Linked DNA regions of Mus musculus: regions 2 and 3 are each linked to region 1. A link is a contact called in public ChIA-PET and Hi-C data. All regions are on one chromosome and are shown on one strand. Each heading gives the region's core, a stretch centred on a gene start, on an enhancer-like site or on the middle of the called end of the contact. The rest is flanking DNA. Distances are from core to core; before and after follow the strand shown.

Region 1 (4,694 bases), core at 1,121-3,620:
CACACACCTCATAAAACAAAACAAAATTACCCTGACATTTGAAATTCCAGAAAATCAGCCTGAAAGGTAGGCCCCGAAGACCTCCCAAGGGAAAGGTGTTCCTATGAACGACCAAGATCTCAGCAATGATTTGCAGCATAGTTCTGGGCAAGATGCCCCACAGTTACTTCCTTACTTTCCCTGGGTTTATGACAGACATAAAAGGGACCATGCCAGGGATCTATCAAAAACTACACAAGATGAAGGCAGCACATGACCCTTTTCATGGAGAACTGAGATGCAGTGATATGATTCGCAACCTTTCATTTACTTATTCATTCATTCATTTTTTATTATTCATTCATTTATTTATTTTTACACCACAGGGTTATCTTGATGTGTTTAACAACCTTAAAAAATCACTTAAAACTGACTCTTCATTTAAAAACATGCCTTATTTTCTACTTCCTTGTTTCCTTTTCATTCATTTTAAGAATTTTTACTAGTTAGGCACCTTTTTGTGTGTTTGTGTGCCAGGCAGTGTAGTCAATGATGATTAAGATCCAGGTCCTATCTTCCTTAGAGTGCTGACAGATTAATGGTAGCAATAGACTGTGGAGATGTAAAACATTCAACAATTGTGTACCAAACAACTGCTTTAACTGCTTTGAGTGCCAGGGACTTTTGGGGACCTTTTTTTCCCCTCTTTTTTCCCCCCAATGAATAAAACCGAATTTCTGATTTCACTGAGCTTTAGTGGCTGGAGAGATAGCAAATGCAAAAACCTAGAAATTCTTTAACTGAGGTCTAGGTAAGCATTATGGGGAAAAGGAGAAAAGAGAGAGTGTGTCTAAGTTACTGGTTAAACTTTTGCTGGGAGATAATGTTTCAGCAGGGTCTTGAAGAAAGTAGGGCATGGTAACAAGCCTGTAAAAGTCACAGGGGAAGGGCAGAAGGTGCAGCCACTGCTACAAAACTTGCTCAGCAGGGACATGACCCCAGGGTAACCTTGAGCCCATGGAGTCTCAGTGAAACATTGAAAGGAAGAGAAGTTTGCAGGAAACTAGAGGCAGAGGATAACTTAGTTACATATAAGAGGGTCACAGAATGATGAAGAGGAGAGATACGATTGGAGTCTAAGGCAGCAGAATGGAAGCAGACATCAGTCTTTCAAACCTGCTACAGAAGACTTGCGATTCCATGTACTGAGTCCAGAGCACGGCACTCTGTGACCTCATTACTGCTTCCTAGACATCCTTCTGGTGATGGAGTCTCACCATTCCATCAACCTGAGATGCAATCCCAATCTAATGGGTTAAAATTTGCACCCGAGATGATGTAACTTGTTCTTGCTTTGCTCAGTAGCTCACGAAAGTAATAGGGTTTACGATGAATTACAGTCTTCCTTCCTCTCTGCTTCACCTTCAAGACAGCCATTAGCATTGTTTAAGGCTTTGACTCTCCTGGAAATAATAAGATACAGTATCGCAGATATCAGATCCATCAGAGATAGCAGACAGTAGAACTTTCTGTTATTTGGTTTATCTATTTACTTTATTATTGTTTCCTGTGTTTGACTTAGTAGATATTTGCACTTATAGAGCTGTATTTATTTGTAATATATATATATATATATATACATACACACATACATACACACACATATATATGTATACATATATATGTATGTGTCTTTGTACAAGTATTTATGCCTATATGTATGCTTACACCTATGATTTCGTGTGATACCATGCAATAAGAGAGCCACTATTTGTTACCTCTTTGTACAGCATTTCCCTGATGTATAATTTAAACCCCTCAGTAAACATCTGATGGGGAACTACTCATATTATAAAGACAAAGGTACAATAGGTTCAATTTACTAAAGACCTAGCAGGAACCAAAATTCAGCCCCAGGTCAGCAGGATACAGCAGTATCAAACACACGCAGAGCGTGTTTGATAGCAAGAGAATTTACTGCTAAGAAAATGACATCAGGTTCAGAAATCTTCACGTCCCAAATCACATTTCTGTTAACCTGTTGAGCATTTCTCGAGATTCCCTGTAAGGAGAGTGAGTTTATTTCGGTGAACACATAAGTATTTACATCAGTATGACTTCATTTTTTTTTTGGGTGGGGGGAGGAACTATACAATGCCGATCTGCAGTTTATTCTCTTTGTTAGTCCGTTGCTTCCTGATAAATAGAAGATTGCAAAAAGCTGTTAAACCTCATTCAAGGAAACACTCAGTCCTCAAGCTTTCACAAGCTTTTGTAAAACCTAGTGAGCTGGGTGAAAAATCCCTGGCTGGGAGTAGAGTATCGTGAACAGATGAGCTCACCCCTGGTATGCAAAGCTGCCGAATTAGCTGGTTAAACAGGCTGCTGAGATAATTACATTGTCTGTTTTGTGACACATTACACCGGTGCACTTGAGATTAACCTGTTCTCTTGTGTCTATTCTGATCAGTTTTTTAGACAGCCTTTTATCTGATGAAGGCTCAGAGACATCAAAAGAGAAAGGGGCGTGGGTGAAAAGAAAGCCCACATTAAGCTGAAGAGTTAAAATTTCTATTTAAATTTCTGCACCCATATTCCTTATTTCCATAACTTTGGTTGCTCTCTAGAGACCTCTGCTGGAAATTATGGATATGAAAATAATCACACTTAAAGAATTCATTGTTTGCATTTTACCGTAGCTATTACATCATAAGCCCTATAACTAATTTTAAGAAGGAAATTTCAATGTTATATCATAAGCATAACACACTTACTACAGAGCTATATTCAGACCGAAGTGCTATGTTCGGAAAGTTTCTTTTTTTTTTTTCCCCAATTTTTATTAGGTATTTTCTTCATTTACATTTCAAATGTTATCCTGAAAGTCCCCTATACGACCCCCCCCCCCTGCTCCCCTACCTACCCACTCCTACTTCTTGGCTCTGGTGTTCCCCTGTACTGAAGCATATAAAGTTTGCAAGACCAAGGGGCTTCTCTTCCCAAATGATGGCCGACTAGGCCATCTTCTGATACATATGCAGCTAGAAACATGAGCTCTGGGGAGTACTGGTTAGTTCATATTGTTGTTCCACCTATAGGGTTGCAGACCCCTTTAGCTCCTTGGATACTTTCTCTAGCTCCTCCATTGGGGGCTCTGTGTTCCATCCAATAGCTGACTGACTGTGAGCATCCACTTCTGTGTTTGCTAGGCCCCGGCATAGCCTCACAAGAGACAGCTATATCAGGCTCCTTTCAGCAAAATCTTGCTAGTGTGTGCAATGGTGTCAGTGTTTGGAGGCTGATTATGGGATGGATCCCTGGGTATGGCAGTCTTTAGATGGTCCATCCTTTCGTCTCAGCTCCAAACTTTGTCTGTGTAACTCCTTCAATGGGTGTTTTGTTCCCAATTCTAAGAAGGGGCGAAGTGTCCACACTTTGGTCTTTGTTCTTCTTAAGTTTCATGTGTTTTGCAAATTGTACCTTGGGTATTCTAAGTTTCTGGGCTAATATCCACTTATCAGTGAGTACATATCATGTGAGTTCTTAGAAACAGAAGGTACTCTACCCAATTAATTCTATGAAGCCACAATTACTCTGATACCTAAACCACATAAAAACCCAACAAAGATAGAGAACTTCAGACCAATTTCCCTTATGAATATCGATGCAAAAATACTCAATAAAATTCTTGCTAACCGAATCCAAGAACACATCAAAACAATCATCCATCATGACCAAGTAGGCTTCATTCCAGGGATGCAGGGATGGTTTAATATACGGAAATCCATCAATGTAATCCACTATATAAACAAACTGAAAGTTTCTAAAGGCATCTGCAGGCTAAATTTGAGCTGGTAGTCAGTAAGTATGCACCCACACTCTAAGAGTCCACTCTGTGCTTAGCAATGATAAATTTTGGCTTGTTATTTTTATATTTTTGTTAATGTTGTCAAAGTTTAAGTAGAATTATTTATTTTGAGATTAAATGTGGTAGATATAAACACCAATGAAGATAATAATAATAACCACACACAAACAACTCTAAAACCTGTCCCTAAAGAGTTTTATGGGCCCTTTTTATGGACATCATTATACTTACAAGGAAAATTATTTAGACATTCTGATTATGTGGGAATGTAGTAAACATAAGATTTCATCACAGTGATAATTTAGATAACGGACAATTAAGAGAATAAATAGAAATACTACCCATTAACAACCTCTGGCAACTCAAATTGAATTTTACCAACTATTGAGCTTCTGGCTATATGGAGTTGCAATTTAAAGCAGGTATAATAGATTTTAACAACTAAACAGTGTTTGTTACACTGTACCAACTAAGATATTAGTTAAATGGGGCAAGAAATGTCCCTTCGTGTTAATGAACATCAAATTTAACTCCTGCTGTTCTTCCTCTTCCACTTCCCCATCCCCACCCCCAGGAACAGCTGTACTTGACTTGATAGATCAGCATTCAGATGGGTTTCCTGGAAAAATATGTTTTTGGAATAAAGCTTAACTTGGCCAGATCTGTCTACTTTCTATGCTCTCAGTTTGTTTTGAAGGATTTGAAAATATTGGCATCTTTCTTCCTTTAGAGAGTCCATATTGTACTGTCAGATATGAGAAGCTTTGCCAACCTCAGTTGGAGATGTCTGCATCAGTGTTTCAGAACATGCTAACACGAGATCACTTCTAGATGTCATCTGTCTCGT
Region 2 (4,327 bases), core at 669-3,168, 130 kb before region 1:
GGCTACTCTTTATTTTTGTTTCCCATCTCCTGTCCAAGATCACGGACCTCCTTGAGGCTGTCCTTCTGTTGGCTTCCTCTTACCAAAACAAGAAGTAAATTTTATTCTGTTGTTATTTCACTGGGTTCTGTCCTCCAGTTATCATTGGAGACACAAAAGGCAGTGATGTTTCATTTGTTCATGTATATTCATCCTCTAGTTGACAAATGATATCCAGTAATAACACAAACTTGTTTGAGATCTACACAAAGGATGAGAGTGACGAAGACTTTGCTAAGAGTAGTGATGTGACAAAATTCCAGCATGTGAGCAGCATTAGACTTGAGCCTTGTAGGTCTTAGGGAATGGGTGGCAGACCTATTTTTTAAATATAGGAGTGTTGTTCTTGTTACAACCATCCTTAAGCTTTTTGTAATTCTTTGTGTGCATTTTATTAAACAACCAAAGGGACTTTCAACACACTGTCCTGGACACTGGTAGCTCATTAGGAGGCAGGTTTTGAAAAAGCTCAAGTAGGAGAGAGTTCAGCTTGATGGCTTTCCTCTAGTGATGAAAATTCAGAGTAAGAAGGGCAGAGAGACTAGAGAACACTGAAAGAGAACTTGTCTCTCACTTAATTTTTATCTAGTTTCTTGTATCTATTATGACAGAGCATAGATTTGGATAATCTATTCTTTTAGCAAAATTGAATGCAGACAATGTTAAAAAGCCAACCCTCAGGGAGGGGTTGATCTCGTTTAGGATGTTAGGCTAAGAGAATTTAAGATTTCGTTAATTTTTAAACATATATTGTGAAAGTTAATGCTTTTTGTTTAAACAAAACAAAAAAAAATCACTTTTACTAAGAGGAATTTAGTGGAAGAATGTTTAGCTCTCAGTGTACTAGAAACAGAGGAAGAGCCAGGCCTGGGGAGAGACTGAAGCGAGACAGTGACAGAGACCTGGGTGGAGAATAGGACCCAACTCTCTGGGAAGGTGTAATTAAAGACACCACCAACCATGCCTGTCCTGGGGCCAGATTCCTGAACTTCTATCTGGTGGATCTTCACAAGTGACAGAAAGAATGGAGAGTTGATAACTACTCAGATCTTTGTGTTTTGGTCAGCAATGCAGAAAAACCTCCTTGTGGGGATGAGCAAATCTTAAAACTCAGCGGCCTGTTCCCACAGCAAGGGAAATTGATACCAGACCAGAGAAACAGAACTCGTTTATCACAAAGAGCAATACCTTCTCCAGGGAGCAAAAGGGTCATCTCTAGGTTGGCTTGTGTGATCCAGGATTGAAGACATTTTTTGAGTACTTATTTTAGATGCTCAAATATCAATTTCAACTGAAAGGCCATGGCCCACTTTATTATGCAATAGCTAACAGGTTCGGGAAGACCTATACGTTTACTGTGACTCATTTTGCAATTTTATAACGATTAAAAAAGACAGCAATTTTTAAAAAGACTCTGCCTTCCTGATAATTATATTTCTTGCAATAATCATATTAGTATGGATTTATGTAAAAGGATGTAGTTTATATTCTACAACCTGTAGACAAAATATAACATCAACATTAAGATAACATCACTATTCTTTTTTTACCTTATGAGATATAAAACCTTCTTTTGAATTTCATGGTATATTGAACTCATTCAAGTTTCACTTTAATTCACTAATGCTCAGTTTTAACTTCAGCCATAATCTGGGTTTGGCTCGTCTCATTTTCTTCTTAGGATTCAGTGATGTGGAGAAAGGGTAACGAAGATGTCAGATGTTACATGCAATTAACATAAAAAGCATAGTTGATGAATCAGAGTGGTATTTCTGAGGAGGATGACTCAACAAAGGCTTGCTGGTCAAACCTTAGTCACTCTCAGAGATCTCTTTGCAGATACTGTGGGTAAAATGCCTTTGAGCTAGATCTTTCTGAAGTACCTAAGTACGGCCTTGGCAAAGCATGCCTTTCCAGGCACCAACTGTCATCAATCTATCTCAGAGGATGTGAGCTAAGTTTTCTTGGAATTTAGTATCATGGAAAGTGTTTACACACTGAGTTCTTTTCCTATTTAGGTTGTGAGTAGGTCCTTTTTGCTTAGCACTTGGAATTCCAGAAAATTACTTAAGACTAAGGACTTTTCTTTAAATTTCAGTTTCTCTGGTTGGATTATGGGAACAATATAAATTCTACCTCTTAAAGGAAGTGTCAAGTGGTCAGGTGTTGGGGTGCCAAGAAGATGGTTCCCTCCTCTTTTCTGCTCTGTTCCTCCAGGTATGTGTTTTACCTTTCTGGCTCACCACTTTTATAAATCTCCCTTTGTTCTCCCAATCACCAGTGACTAATGTTCTCACAGTTGGTCAGAAGTTATACTCCCATACCCAGTGACTATGAATTCCATAGAGCAAATGGAAGTCCTTAAAAATGAAATTTGTACTTTATCTGAATAAAGTAATGTTAGGAAAAGACAGACAGTTGAGAATCAATAATATTTATCACAGATCTTCCTCAGGAAATATTAGGATGGCTGTGTTAATATTTTTCAAATTGCTTGTATGTTATCAATTTTATTGTACTTATTTCCTTAATGTCTTAGAAATATTTTTAGGGTTACAAGATGTGATGGTTAGAGTTGACTAATAATTTGAAAAAAATCTAGAATCTCATGGGAAATGGGTCTTTGGGTATGACTATGGGAGGTTTTGTTAATTTTTTTAAAAATGTATATACAATTTTATTTTTTAATTATGTGTATGTGTGTACGTGCATACATGTGTGTGTGTGTACCTGCATGAATGCTGGTGCACTTGAAATCCAGAAGAGGGAGTCAGATCCCCTAGAGCTGGAATAACAAAATGTCAGATACTACCCAACACAGGTGGTGGAAACTGGTCCTAAGACCAATAAGTGATTTTAACCACCTTCACTCACACTTATTTTACTGTGGGTGTGTTTGCACTGTCAGAACAGATCTGTGGAGGTCAAAGGACAACTTGAGGGGTTGGTTCTTTCCATCAACACTTGGGTTCTAAGGAGGAAAGTCAGGTCATCAAGCTTATGTTACAAGCTCTTTTACCCACAGAGCCAGCCCTTAGTTATGTTAATTGAGGTAGGATGACCCCCTACTGTGTGCCACATTGTGCATTCACCCTTCCCTGTTTCCTGATTTTATATTACATGTAACCAATTGTTTCCATGCTACCTTCCCACCAGGATGAATTAAAACTTGAACTGTGGGCTAAAATAAACCTTTCTCTCTCAAGTTGTTTCTGTCAGTTTTCACAACAGAAAAAGATTAACTAGGACACAGGAGACTGACTGCTCTGATCTACCAGAAAATATGGCTGGATTCTGGATTTTCAGGTAAAAGGGTCAGATGTTAAAATCAGAAGAGGAAGAAAGAAAGAATGACAGAAGGAAAGAAAGAAAGAGAGGGAGGGAGAGGGGGAGGGGGAGGGAGAGGGAGAGGGAGAGGGAGAGGGAGAGGGAGAGAGAGAGAGAGAGAGAGAGAGAGAGAGAGAGAGAAAGAAAGAAAGAAAGAAAGAAAGAAAGAAAGAGAAAGAAAGAAAGGAAGGAAGGAAGGAAGGAAGAAAGGGAGAAAGAAAGAGAAAGAAAGACAAAAAGACAGGGAGAAAGGAGGGAGGGAAAGGGAAGAAAGGACAGAAAGAAGAAAGGGGGAAATAAGAAAAGAAAATGTATTTTAATGCCTTGTTAAATATACTTGAATTTTCTATTATTTAAATATTTAAAATTAGGAATAATTGTGATCTTCCACTTTATAGACTACAAACCTATAAGATTTAAAGCCATAGAACATGGATGTTTTCCCATGAGATCACAGACAGCTTAATGGGAGAGACAGACATTGAATCAATATATTATTAAATCTAACTTCTTTGCACTTAATTCCTATTCTGTGTTATAACACACCCTCTAAAAATGAAAGCAGATTTCATTTTCAGCGTCAGTTAATGCAGAAGAATCTACGTACTTTACTTATGGGGTGTTGGTTTTCCTTCACAACTTTACAACAACAGATCAGCCATCTCACAGTGTGAGTAACTTAAGAGTCTAATTACCCTTATTCAGATAGAAAATGTGGATAAATCTCAAGCTAAAGGAAATGATGGCAGAAAAAAGTCTCCATTCCTTCAGGGTCCAGGGCAGGCGATGGCCTCTGGGCATTCTTCCAGGCTCTTCTGCCTCCAGGCCTTGCTTGGTCCATCCCACCAGCTCTCAATAGGAAAGAAACACTTTATTTTTGACCTTACTCTTGGGCTCTGCTCAGTGGACTTGAAAATTAGTGATTTCCTTGCTCCCTGGTCCTTCCTGTGTCTGAGGAGCA
Region 3 (4,512 bases), core at 113-2,612, 230 kb before region 1:
TTGGAGTTTTTTTTTTTTTACAATGCTTTATGACCTCCCAATATTTGACATTTTTTTTAGCTCAAGAGATTTGTTATTTATGTCTAATTGTCAGTTTAAAGCAATTTTGTCCTATAAAAGGGAACCAAACCAGATGTGCCACACAAATGCCCATCTGTTAAAGTATCTTCCTCCCTATTGTACATTTGAAAAAAATTCAAAGAAGAGAGAGCTGTCTTGATTACTCATATCCTTGTTATTTTAAGGGCTGTGTGATACACACACACACACACACACACACACACACACAAATCAGAATCATCAGATGCCCGTGTGTTTTCCAATGATTTAAATAAAATGATTTAAAAATAGCAAATAGTGCAATGATTGTTACAACCCAATTTCCCAGTGAAAACTATCTCATTTATATAAGTTGTATAATTACACCTTTATTATAAGAGATCCCTCTAGAATTCAATCTTGTGGCTTACACATCCTTTGAATATATTTGCACATTTTTCTCTCTATTGGGCTGGTAAAGGAATCCATGGGGATTATAAAGGTATAGGCTTCTTGCCCTCAGAGAATTGGATAAAACATTTGGCCTTTTTCACTTACAGTTCTCAAAATTTCTGACGTATTAATCTGGCTTGCATGGAAAGGTCAACCTTTGTCTATATTGCTAAAGATATAATGTCAATTGCTCTAATTATAACCCTCATATGAAACAGTGTATTGACTATGTCAAATACAACTCATTCTGTTTTTCTCTCTTCTGTAGGTGTGTGTGTGTGAGTGTGTGTGTGTGTGTGTGTGTGTGTGTGTGTGTGTGTGTAAATATACGTATGCACTGGGACCTGAGGTCACTGCTTAGGATCAACTGGCTAGGCAGCGTGTCCAGGGCATTCACTTGTTTCTTCCATCACACCAGTCCGCAGCATTGTGCTTACAGACATGCACTGCCATTCCTGGCTTATTACAGGGATACCAGGGATCTGAGCTCAGATCCTATTGCTTCTGAGTACTTTGCCAACGGAGCCGGTTTCAGCCCAAAAGACTTCATTCTTTAAAGCTCAGATCCAGTGGTCAATAAGATAATCACACTAGATTATAGGATGCCAACTAGTACAACTCGTATTTATGGTGACAGTGTGTTTTAAAGGTAGTATTAATTGTCCTGCAGGTTTCCTATGAACAGCACTGTTTGAAACTGATCTTAGGCCAGCACCTGGCCTATTTTCTAGGTCATCTCCCAAGTGTGAACTTTCCCCACCCTCGCCCCCTCCTTTCCTTTCTGGGGGTGGTTGATAGAACTGGATCACACTGATAATCACACCAACAGTATCAGTTGCACACATACTTTGCATAACCGTGGAGTTCCTGAGTCCACCCATCCAGCCCTGATAATGACACCCCAGTGTCTCTGCCCTCTGCACAGAGGAGAGGGGATACTATTCTGTTGCTTTTCCCTGACAGAAGGTTGTGACCACCAGATAAAAGCGACTTTGGCTCGCCCCAGCTACTATGACAATCTGTCAAAGTTGACCAAAACAAACTCCTCTTTTCCCACCTATGGTAATAACCACTACTATCTACTTCACCTCCTACTTCTTTATACAACAAATCCTAACTTTATCAGCACATGCAACCCTGTCTTACAGGTAGAAGTGGTTGTGCTACTTTGAACCTTCCTGTACATTTCTAGAAAAACAATATTCATGAGAAGTTTCTTTAGTGGTACATTTTCATCTCATGGAGCTAATTTTGTTTCACTTTAGTGTAAACGCATTTGTTATGTCAGCTTGGACCCCTTCCTTCCCATTCTTTCTCTGGTCTTATAAGCTCTAGAGAAACTGGAAGGACTCATGGATCACTGTGCCATTGTTCAGAAAACTCTGCAGATGTTGATCTAGTTCCAGGGATTGCTAGCAGTCTCAAGCTTCTGTGGATGCTGGCACGGACACTCTTAACCCTAACTAGGTCTGCTTTCACATCTTCCCAGCAACACCAAATCTTCATGCAGGATTCGGGCAGAAGTAGAGAGGCTCCACACCAGTCTCAACTCATGAAACAACATAGCGGGGCATTATTTGGGACTGTTTATTGATTGATTGATTTTTGTAACTAACCTCCATTCTTTATGTTCCTTACTTGAACATAGTAGTCAAACATATAGTCTTCATCTATAGCCATTTCTGTCTTGGGAGAAAAAGCAAGCAAATAAACACACAGTGTAGAGTTCACTTTCACTATGTAAATGTTTAGAAAGTGACTAAAATTTTATTCATGGCATAAATCATCAGTCAGTGATATCCCGGTAAAGTGCAATATGGTTAACCTAGGACTCATATAGGGTCTGCCTTAAGACTAGAATTTGAATGTGTGTGAGCGTGAGCATGTGCACACGCGTGTGCACACACACACACAGACTTTTATACTTTATATAATGACTTAAATGAAATCAACTTATCTGCTTTCAGACAAATGCTGTTTGGACATCTATGTTTTCCGAGTGCATTGCTTTCTTGTAAAGTCGGTTATTATAGTACTTCAGCATGAGACAAGAAAAAAAAAAACAGTTTAAGAATAGAAATTACATGGGCCATGGATTCAACTCACTTGGTATAGAATGTAAGATTTCTGGAACCCATATAAACAGTTAGGTGTGATAGCATGGGCAGGAGTATTCTTGGGGCTCATCACGCATCCTGTCCTGATGAGTGAGTTCTGCATCCCACTGGGAGACCCTGTCTTAAAAGACAACATAGATGTTCCCTAAGGAGCAGCACGTGAGTTGTGTCCTGGGTTTTGAGAGGACATGTGCACACACTGTGCCCACATGAAGAAAAATAGAAGTTGCATCAAAGGAAAAGTTTATATGATATTTGTTAAATCTAGAAAGTTCCGAATTGGGTTTCTATTGTTGTTCCTTCAATGTATGCTTCACATATGTATAATAATGAGAAGTATCACCCCTGTCTCCTTCCTTCTTAGATTTCACTATAGCCCCTTCCTGTGGTTTTGTATCCTTTTATACCTTCGCAGTTTCTCTAGCTCCTTTTCTTACCTTCACAAATCAGAGAAGCAATTTATAATACAGCTATGACGAAAATATGTACACCCTCTAAACTCCTTATGGTTAATAATGGTAAGAGAGTCTGACACTTTATGTGTGTCTATTTCAAACAGCTGTAACATTTGAGATATCTAAATGTGTGTATCTGGTTTTTGCTTAGGGGATTCATTGAGAAATCAAAAATAAACAATAAAATAAGACATTTTTCATAATAATGAGGAATACTGATACCCGAGTTCCTCGAGCACTTTACAGTGTGCAGATCAGTTCATTTTGCTTCCCAATTTAGGCATTCAGTGCAAGGATTCTTGGGGACATTGTCACTTGAACAAAGCAATATAAAAGTAGATATCAAAAAGCTGGACTTTTCTGAAAATAATCCTGCATGAGTCTACTTCTATTGGATTATGTCAATTCTTCTTTACAGTGGACAGAAAAGGAAAACGTAGGAATGTTCTTTATCTTCCAGAGGTCTAATTTGTTTAGTTTCAAGGCACCACTTAGAGTTGCTTCGCTTGTTTCCTACTTTGTATTATTGCTGTCTTCAATTTTTGTGGTTTGCGATTTGGTTTTGTTTGGTGGTACAGGGTATTGGAGCTAGAGTCTCGTGCATGCTGGGCAATTGGTTCACCTACGCCTCAAACCCCAGCTCATGCATCACCTGCCCTTGTAGGTGTAATTTCCCCTGCTGATTTTGTCTTTTGAAAGTCTTTCAGCTGAATTTGGAAGATGATGTTATTAACATTATTATCAATGGAAATGTTGGCATGATAAGAGTTAGGTTTATAATGCAGGTACGATGTCTGCCTTGTTATCCATCATATCCATCATGCATAAAAGATGCACATAACACACATTTTTGGAGCGATGAAGGAAGCACAATTCTTAAACTTCATCAGGTCATACACCAGAAAAATAAAGTACATCACTGAGAGTGCCCTGGGTGTGTTCATTATTAGACATTTTCCTAAAACCTAACAAAAGTGTGTTTGCAGCAATTGGAAGAAGCATTGGCTTATATAAATGTTCTTTCTCTGCCCCCTCTCTGGTTATAAGGACTCTAAACACACACACACACACACACACACACACACACACACACACATGAGTCAGCCTAATTTAAATATACCTCTCATATACCTACTTTAAACACTTAACATTCTTCTCTCCAGTCCACAACCACACTAATAAAGAGAGGCAAGTTATTTATGATAAATTTTGACTGACATCTAACTATACTGTCATGATTTAATATAACAGGGGTTCTCTGAGAAAAACATAGTTCACTTTTTAGGTATAAACCTGTTTCCTTTCTAAGACTCTTGATCAGTGTATTCAAAAATGTCTAAAGTCATCAATACTTGTACAGATTTAGGGTTTTGGGGGGGTGGGGAGATGTGAGCATTTCTAAAGCATTCTGTGTCGGGCAATATTTTAAAGAGTGTGTCAGTTAAAAT

Evidence for each region. ChIA-PET counts read pairs in DNA pulled down with a chosen protein or histone mark. A called contact is a pair of places that touch in the nucleus more often than the background predicts.
Region 2: a contact with region 1 is called in a Hi-C map of the Ba/F3 cell line, with 4 times the contacts expected there. The contact joins two enhancer-like sites. A contact is called at or near these places in 7 of 484 Hi-C or Micro-C datasets (the Ba/F3 cell line, CD8 T cells, Th2 cells and 2 more) and 1 of 115 datasets of contacts at active chromatin or transcription factors (acute myeloid leukemia).
Region 3: an SMC1A ChIA-PET map of the G1E-ER4 cell line shows a contact between it and region 1, with 5 read pairs. The contact joins two enhancer-like sites. A contact is called at or near these places in 1 of 15 datasets of contacts at CTCF or cohesin (the G1E-ER4 cell line) and 3 of 484 Hi-C or Micro-C datasets (Th1 cells, cortical neurons and group 2 innate lymphoid cells).

The regions. Positions count from the first base shown.
Region 1 is chr1:69,329,502-69,334,195 of GRCm38.p6, reverse strand. No RefSeq gene overlaps it. Among named protein-coding and RNA genes, the nearest start is that of Gm28497, 99 kb to the left of the region's middle. Within about 2 kb of position 2,370, at least 47 of the 459 cell types and tissues checked have an H3K27ac peak or open chromatin away from gene starts, as enhancers often do. A contact at or near this core is called in the Ba/F3 cell line, the G1E-ER4 cell line, embryonic fibroblasts and 1 more, where this site is marked.
Region 2 is chr1:69,458,897-69,463,223 of GRCm38.p6, reverse strand. No RefSeq gene overlaps it. Among named protein-coding and RNA genes, the nearest start is that of Gm28497, 30 kb to the right of the region's middle. Within about 2 kb of position 1,918, at least 35 of the 459 cell types and tissues checked have an H3K27ac peak or open chromatin away from gene starts, as enhancers often do. A contact at or near this core is called in the Ba/F3 cell line and embryonic fibroblasts, where this site is marked.
Region 3 is chr1:69,556,716-69,561,227 of GRCm38.p6, reverse strand. All of the region lies in intron 5 of Ikzf2 (IKAROS family zinc finger 2), which reads left to right. Among named protein-coding and RNA genes, the nearest start is that of Ikzf2, 130 kb to the left of the region's middle. Within about 2 kb of position 1,362, at least 16 of the 459 cell types and tissues checked have an H3K27ac peak or open chromatin away from gene starts, as enhancers often do. A contact at or near this core is called in the G1E-ER4 cell line and group 2 innate lymphoid cells, where this site is marked.